Regions from separate parts of the Sus scrofa genome. Here region 1 is linked to region 2. The links are chromatin contacts, called in public HiChIP or PLAC-seq maps. All regions are on one chromosome and are shown on one strand. The core of a region is the stretch at or near the end of the contact, and the rest is flanking DNA. Distances in the headings are between cores, read along the strand shown. Region 1 overlaps PLA2G16 (phospholipase A2 group XVI). Region 2 overlaps RTN3 (reticulon-3).

Region 1 (4,045 bases), core at 1,514-4,013, 140 kb after region 2:
AGCAACACTGCATCTTAACCCACTGAGTGAGGCCAGGGATCGAACCCGCATCCTCATGGTTCCTAGTTGGATTCGTTTCTGATGTGCCAAGATGGGAATTTCTATTGGTAGACATGTATTTAATAGAAGTTTTTAAAAAAAGTAGCAGTGATGATAAAAAAGAGAAGGTTAGGCTAAATAAATCTGATTTCATCCCTGGTGATATTGCATAACAATTGAGGGTCTTATTACACCTGGCTTCTACTTCAGGTAAATGTCCATATTCTCATAGATCAAGAAACTCCAAATAGAGATTACTGTCCAGACTTGGGAAGTGATAAATACTTTATGAAATTTAGCGTGCTACATTAGGAAGATTTGGTAGATTTATAAAATATCTCCTACCCATCTCTTTTTTTTTTTTTCTTTTTCAGCTGCACCTGTGGCATGTGGAAATTCCCAGGCTAGGGACCGAATCCAAGCTGTGGCTGTAACACTGGATCCCTTAATCCTTGCCTCCACAGCTTCCTGACACACTGCAGTCTGATTCTTAACCCGGTGCGCCACAGCGGGAATACACTCATTTTTTAAAAGGATAATACTTTTATCATACCTAGGTTTTAAACAAATTCTTATTGACGTATGGTTGATTTACAATGTTGTGTCATCTCATTTTTAGTTCTTTAGTGATTATTAATTGACTAAAGGACAGATTCACAAGTTCATATATAAGTAGAACATTTGGTTTTAATCAAAATTGAAACATAATTTAATAAAATACATATGTCAGTATGCACAAATAATACTTAGAACATTTGAATACAATTCTAAATCTTGAGATCGTGAAATAACCAAGAAATATTTTCTATCACTTACTCCTACGAACATGAAATTCAACACTTCTTGCAAAATGAAACAACACAAATTGGCCACATCACATTTCTCTTCCGGAGGCTTTAGCCCGATGCACTAACCATCCACCCCTAAGAGGCAAAACCTTGACAGCACAACCACAATAACAGCACCAACAATTCTCCTGGACTCCCCCTTACAGAAAATGAAGCCGGAACATACTACGAAACAAAAAGAGGTACCATCTCTACTGGTCCCAAAGAGTTCCTCTTTCATTTCTTGGCCTGAGGGTTTCTCAGCCTCAGCACTGTTGACATTTTGGGCCATTGACAATGAAGATAAGTCTTTCTGCCTTTTTTTAGGGTTGCACCTGTGGCCTATGCAAGTTCCCAGGCTAGGGGTCCAATCGGAGCCTTAGCTGCTGACCTACACCACAGCCCAGGCAACTCCAGATCCGAGCCGCACTTTGACCTATACCACAGCTCATAGCAACGCCGGATCCTTAACCCACTGAGGGAGGCCAGCAATTGAACCTGCATCCTCATGGATGCTAGTCTGATTCGTTTGCACTGAGTCATGACAGGAACTCCCTGTGTTCAGCTCTTTGAAGCAGACTGAATTTTCCTTCTGCAGAATATGTGTGACTCATCTAACTCCCCAGTTAGAGGGAAGCCATGGATTTAAATGAAAATGTAGTTTGTGTTTTACATGCCCCAGAGTATTCTAAAAAAAGAATCTCCTATTTTCCACCTACCTGTCTAAAAATACTCAGGCTCCAAAAAAGTGTACACTTCGTAAGCTTTGTAAATAAGCCTTCGTACTGAATAGTACTTGAAAAAAGGCAACGAGGATAAGTGACAGGTCCTGCTGTACAGCATAGGGAACTATATGCAGTCTCCCCGGCTAGCCCATGGTGGAAAAGAAGATTAAAAAAAAGCATGTGTGGAGTTCCCGTCGTGGCGCAGTGGTTAACGAATCCGACTAGGAACCATGAGGTTGCGGGTTCGGTCCCTGCCCTTGCTCAGTGGGTTAATGATCTGGCGTTGCCGTGAGCTGTGGTGTAGGTTGCAGATGCGGCTCGGATCCCTCGTTGCTGTGGCTCTGGCGTAGGCCGGTGGCTACAGCTCCGATTCAACCCCTAGCCTGGGAACCTCCATATGCCGCGGGAGCGGCCCAAGAAATAGCAACAACAACAACAACAACAACAAAAAAAAGACAAAAGACAACAACAACAAAAAAATAGCATGTGTGCATGTATAGATACATAAATAACCGAGTCACTGTTATATGGCAGAAACTGGTACAACATTGTAAAGCAACTATACTTTATTTTTATTTTTTAATGTATTTTATTTTTTATTTTTTATTTTTTGAGGAATCCAAACATTCAGTTTATTAAACTAAGGCTAGTGAAGCCATAGCATGAAAAAAAGCCGCAGTCATTTGGGACAAGTGGATGATTTTATAAAGCTAAAATCAAAAGACTTAAGACATGGAAAAATTCATAAGTATGAGGAAGTAATAAAACAAAAATATGACCACAAGAATTACAAACATATTTAAATCTCAGACCTGGGAATTGAACTATACACATTCTTCTAGGGGAGAAAAGAAAATCCTTATATGTTCTGATAGCAGCAACTATACTTTAATAAAAGAAAATAAGTAAATATAAAACACACCAAAAAAGGCACCTAAGAGCTACACTCATGCTGAATTCTACCCTGTGTCAGATAAAACAGTAAGACAAATAGAAATGGAAGAGGTGGCCAAGGTGTATTATTACATAAGCCTGGACAAATTGCAGGGTACTGTTTTTAAATTACTGTAAATATTAAAGTCAAGTTTCTTTTTTGGCTGCTCTGTGGCCTATGGAAGCTCTGAAGCCAGAGCTCAGTCAGACCCCAGCCACAGCCGTGGCCTATGCCACACCTGCTACAACGCCAGATCCCTTAACCCACAGCACTGGGCCAGGGATTGTAACTGTATCCTGGCGCTGCAGAGACAACACCCATTATGCCATAGCAGGAACTCCAAAACCAAATTTTTTTTTTTTTTTTTTTTTTGTCTTTTTGCAATTTCTTGGGCCGCTCCTGCGGCATATGGAGGTTCCCAGGCTAGGGGTCGAATCGGAGCTATAGCCAACCTACGCCAGAGCCACAGCAACGCAGGATCCGAGCCACGTCTGCGACCTACACCACAGCTCATGGCAACGCCGGATCGTTAACCCACTGAGCAAGGGCAGGGATCGAAACTGCAACCTCATGGTTCCTAGTCAGATTCGTTAACCACTGTGCCACAACGGGAACTCCCTGTATGAATATTTTATAACAGTTCTTTTTTGGGCCACACCCGTAGCATATGCAAATTCCCAGGCTAGGGGTCGAATCGAAGCTGCAGCTGCTGGCCCATGGCCTAGGCCACAGCAATGCCAGATCTGGGTGTGTCGCAAGCCTACATCACAGCTCATGGCAACCCCAGATGCTTAACCCACTGAGCAAAGACAGGGATGGAACCCGCCTGCTCATGAATACTAGTCTGGTTCGTTACCACTGAGCCACAACAGGAACTCCTCATAACTGTTCTTACTTTGTAATCTCTCATGGTCTAAATTCAATTGCTTTCTAAATAACACTACTCTTCTTATATCCACTTAGAACATTCCTGAAGGTGAAGAAAGCACATTAGAATTTTCTTTTTCCTGTTAACCAACTATAATGGAAAAAATACAAATCATTAAAAATAAAAATTATTTTCTTTTTCCTAGAAATAAAACAATTCTAGGGCTTAACTCAGAGGTGCCATGTAGCATAAAGCAGTTAACTGTCTGCAGTCTGATAGTGTTTCAGTTTTCTGACGTTCCCGTTGTGGCTCGGCAGTTGACAAACCTGACTTCTGCCCACGAGAGTTCGCTCCCTGGCCTCGCTCAGTGGGTTAAGGATCTGGCATTGCCGTGAGCTGTGGTGTAGGTTGCAGATGTGGCTTGGATCCTGCATTGCTGTGGCTGTGGCGTATGCCCACAGCTGTAGCTCCGATTTGACCCCTAGCCCGGGAACCTCCATATGCTTTGGGTGTGGCCCTAAAAAGAGTACCACCCCCAAAGGACTTCAGCTTTCTCACTTTATTTTTTTAATTCTTTTTTATTAAGGGAGAATTGCAATGATTTTTAATATTTATTTATTTATTTAGCTTTTTAGGGCCGCACCCACGGCAT
Region 2 (3,948 bases), core at 487-2,986:
ATGAGGCCAGGACTATTCGCTCTGGCTGTGTCCTGCACACCTGAGAAGCATCATACTAGCACGCAATCATGCAACTACAGGTGCACCCTCCGTAAGAGAATGTGATAAAGAAAATCAGATTACATCAGGGATGATGATTCACACTGCTAAAGAGTCCTCTGGTCTCTAGGGAGGTTTAGAGAAACTCAGAAACTTATTTTTTAGTCATGACTAACTGAAGTGCAATGGCATAAAGTGTCATTTACTTTTAATGTTTCAACAGAGCAGGTATAGGAAAATCTTGTCTTTTTTTTTCTAGGGCCGTACCGTGGCATATGGAGGTTCCCAGGCTAGAGGTCGAATTGCAGCTATAGCCGCTGGCCTGCACCAGAGCCACAGCAATGCCAGATCGGAGCCGTGTCTGTGACCTACACCACAGCTCACGGCAATGCTGGATCCTTAACCCACTGAGCAAGGCCAGGGAGCGATCCTGCTCCATGGATACTAGTTGGGTTCATTTCCGCTGAGCCATAATGGGAACTCCAGAAAATCTTGATAAATGCTGACTAAATGAAGCAAACCATGCTTATAAATTAGTCAGGTCAACAGCTATAGTATAAACCAAAGGTAACCTGAAATGTGGAAACTGGAGTGGGGGCAGAGAGAGTGGTGAATAAAAACCCATCAAGTTCTGTCAGTGTTGGTTACAATGAAACAGCAGCCCCTATGCTAATCTGAAGAGAGCTCAGGAAGGATTATGGGTAGGAGACCATATAATTATCTAAACCACACTACTTTTGAAAATGAATGGGGATAACTGTTAGGAAATAGGTATACCAAGGCTGTTTGAGGCAAGTGGTTCGTAGGGTTGGGAAATCCAAAATGGAAAAATCTAAGTTCTTTTACTTAAAGACACTTCAAAAACTCTGAGTATGAGGGCTAGCAATTACCTCCAATCTAGCAATGATACAACATCTGAACTTCAATCTGTGAAGAAGGCTAACTTCAACACTAATAGCCCCAGGCCAGTTTCTTCTGTACTACTCTTTGCTTATAAAGAAAAGAAATATGGACTTTGGGGGTTGGAGAGACAGGAATTTGAGTTTAGTAATTTTTAGCCATATTACCTTAATTAACCGTTCAAAACCTATGTTTTCTCATCTGTATGATGAAGAAAGTGACACCTATTTCTTAGCGTTGTTTAAAGGAATAAAGCTAATTAATGTGGAGAATGCTTAGTACTATAAATGACCCACAGTAAACACTCAAATTTTATTTTATTTTATTTTTTTTATTTTGGCTTTTTTGTCCTTTTTAGGGCCGCACCCATGGCATATGGAGGTTCCCAGGCTAGGGGGCTAATCTGAGCTGTAGCCATAGGCCTATGCCAGAGCCACAACAACACCAGAGCCACAGCAACGAGGGATCCAAGCCACGTCTTTGACCTACACCACAGCTCACTGCAACGCCGGATCCTTAACCCACCGAGCGAGGCCAGGGATCAAACCCGCAACTTCATGGTTCCTAGTCAGATTCGTTTCCGCTGCTCCACAACAGCAACTCCTCAAACATCAACTATGATCCAAAAGTATGGTTAGCCTAGATAACTGTAATTGAGGGTCAAGTGAACTAGAATCAGATTCAGCTGACCCAACAGCACCCAGTTCTTCCCCATATTCAGCTAAAACACTCTCCTGTGAAGCCAAATCTTGCTAGAGCCAAGGGACCTAACTTGAGACTAAGAAAACACTAAAGATATGCTGATTGTACAAAAGGACTAATCACTGGTTCAGAGATTCTGTCTAAGGGCTGTGACTCACTAGGAGAAAAAAAAGAGGAATTATGATTCTTTTTTTTTTTTTGGTCTTTTTTGGTATTTCTTGGGCCGCTCCTGCATATGGAGGTTCGCAGGCTAGGGGTTGAATTGGAGCTGTAGCTGCCAGCCTACACCAGAGCCACAGCAACGCTGGATCCGAGCTGCGTCTGCAATCTACACCACAGCTCACGGCAACGCCGGATCGTTAACCCACTGAGCAAGGGCAGGGACCGAACCCACAACCTCATGGTTCCTAGTCAGATTCGTTAACCACTGCGCCACGACGGGAACTCCGGAATTATGATTCTTGATGGGAAGCTGAGTCCCAGAGAGTTATCTTGCAAAGGGAAGACAGAACTAGGAGACAGTTCAGACTCATCTGATTGAACAGGAAAGCTGAAGAGAACACTGCCTGCTTACAAGAGCAAACGCTTAGCAGAATTCCTACAGTCAGAGCCCAAGTATACGTACGACACAGTTCATATGAATACAAGAACAGTTTCAACACAGAATGCTTAGGGAACCAAGAATAGCTCAAGACGGAGTAAGGCTTAGTAGTGGAACCAATGGATACCATGTGCCTCCCAATGTAAAACGCTGACAAGGACATAACATCACTCGATGTATTTTTTTTTTTTGCTGCACCATGCCATGTGAAGTCCAGACAGACTGAACCACCCACAGTGACCGCGGATGCTTAACCTGCTGAGTCACGAGGGAACTCTCAAGGGACGGTTTTTAAAAGATGGGGAAACACTAAAGCATACTTACATGCAGTCACAAACAAGGAGAGATGAAGATACGGGGCAGAAACAGTGAGGTCCAGGAGAAAGGAGGAGTGGATATCCAGAGCCCAGGTGAGGGCCGACACTTGCTAGAGCGATGCAGTGAAGAGGAACAGGTCGCACACAGGCCCATTCACAGATCTGAAGATTGGAAATGGAGGGACTCCTTTCTGAATGTTTCTATTTTCTCAATAAAAGGGAGCTGAGGTCACTGGTTGGAACAGGGGCAAGGGGATGAAGATGGTTTACAGAGAGAGCAAAAGATATGAAATGGTTGTTTCGGAAAATTGAGAAAGTGTCTTAAAGCTTTAGAAGAAAGCAGGAATAAGCCTTTGTGATCTTGGATTAGGCAACAGTTTCTCAGATGTGATCGCAAAAGCACAAAAGTAAAAGAAAAAACAGATAAGCAGGACCATATCAAAATTAAAAACCTTTGTGCTACAAACAATACCAAGAAAGTGACAAGAAAACGTTCAGAATGAGAGACTGTATTTGTAAATTATTTATCTGATACAGTATTTGTGTCCAGGATATCTATATGAATATATAAAGAATTTTAACTCAGTAATACAAACAGCCCAAATGAAAAAAAGAAAAAGAGTATCTGAATAGAAGTTTCTCCAAAAATATACAAGTGGCCAATAAACACATAAAAAGAGGCATAATACCATCAGTCATTAGGGAAATGCAAATAAAAACCACAGTGAACCCACTAGAATAGCTATAATAATAAAAAGTACACTAACAAATATTGGCAAGGATGTGAATAAACTGGAACCTCATGCATTCCTTGTGGGAATGAAAAAAATGGTGCAGCCATTTTGGAAAACAATTTGGCAGTTCCTCAAAAAGTATAACATAAAAGAGTTATTATATGACTCAGGAATTAGAGGAATAAAAACATACAACACAAAAAATCTGTGTACACCAACGTCCAGAGAACATTATTCACAATAGGAAAAAAATGGAAAACAATGCAAATGTCCATCAACAGATAAAGGACACATAAAATGTAGTACATCTGTACAATGGAATTATTACTTGGCAATAAAAAGAAATGAAATTCTAAGGTCACATATTATAAGCTGGATAAAACATGAAAACAGGAGTTCCCGTCGTGGCGCAGTGGTTAACGAATCCGACTAGGAACCATGAGGTTGAGGGTTCAATCCCTGGCCTCGCTCAATGGGGTAAAGATCCGGCCTTGCCGTGAGCTGTGATTGCAGACGTGGCTCAGATCCTATGTTGCTGTGGCTCTGGCGTAGGCCGGCGGCTACAGCTCCGATTGGACCCCTAGCCTGGGAATCTCCATATGCCGAGGGAGCGGCCCTAGAAATGGCAAAAAGACAAAAAAAACAAACAAACAAA

What was found. HiChIP or PLAC-seq counts read pairs in DNA pulled down with a chosen protein or histone mark.
Region 1: an H3K27ac HiChIP or PLAC-seq map of alveolar macrophages shows a contact between it and region 2. The contact joins two enhancer-like sites. A contact is called at or near these places in 3 of 47 Hi-C or Micro-C datasets (embryonic fibroblasts, retroperitoneal adipose tissue and subcutaneous adipose tissue) and 2 of 2 datasets of contacts at active chromatin or transcription factors (alveolar macrophages and skeletal muscle).

Annotation. Positions count from the first base shown.
Region 1 is chr2:8,434,163-8,438,207 of Sscrofa11.1, forward strand. All of the region lies in intron 4 of PLA2G16 (phospholipase A2 group XVI), which reads left to right. Among named protein-coding and RNA genes, the nearest start is that of PLA2G16, 23 kb to the left of the region's middle. Within about 2 kb of position 2,764, at least 4 of the 83 cell types and tissues checked have an H3K27ac peak or open chromatin away from gene starts, as enhancers often do. A contact at or near this core is called in alveolar macrophages, where this site is marked.
Region 2 is chr2:8,299,540-8,303,487 of Sscrofa11.1, forward strand. The region is part of intron 5 of RTN3 (reticulon-3); the gene reads right to left. Among named protein-coding and RNA genes, the nearest start is that of C2H11orf95, 19 kb to the left of the region's middle. Within about 2 kb of position 1,737, at least 4 of the 83 cell types and tissues checked have an H3K27ac peak or open chromatin away from gene starts, as enhancers often do. A contact at or near this core is called in alveolar macrophages, where this site is marked.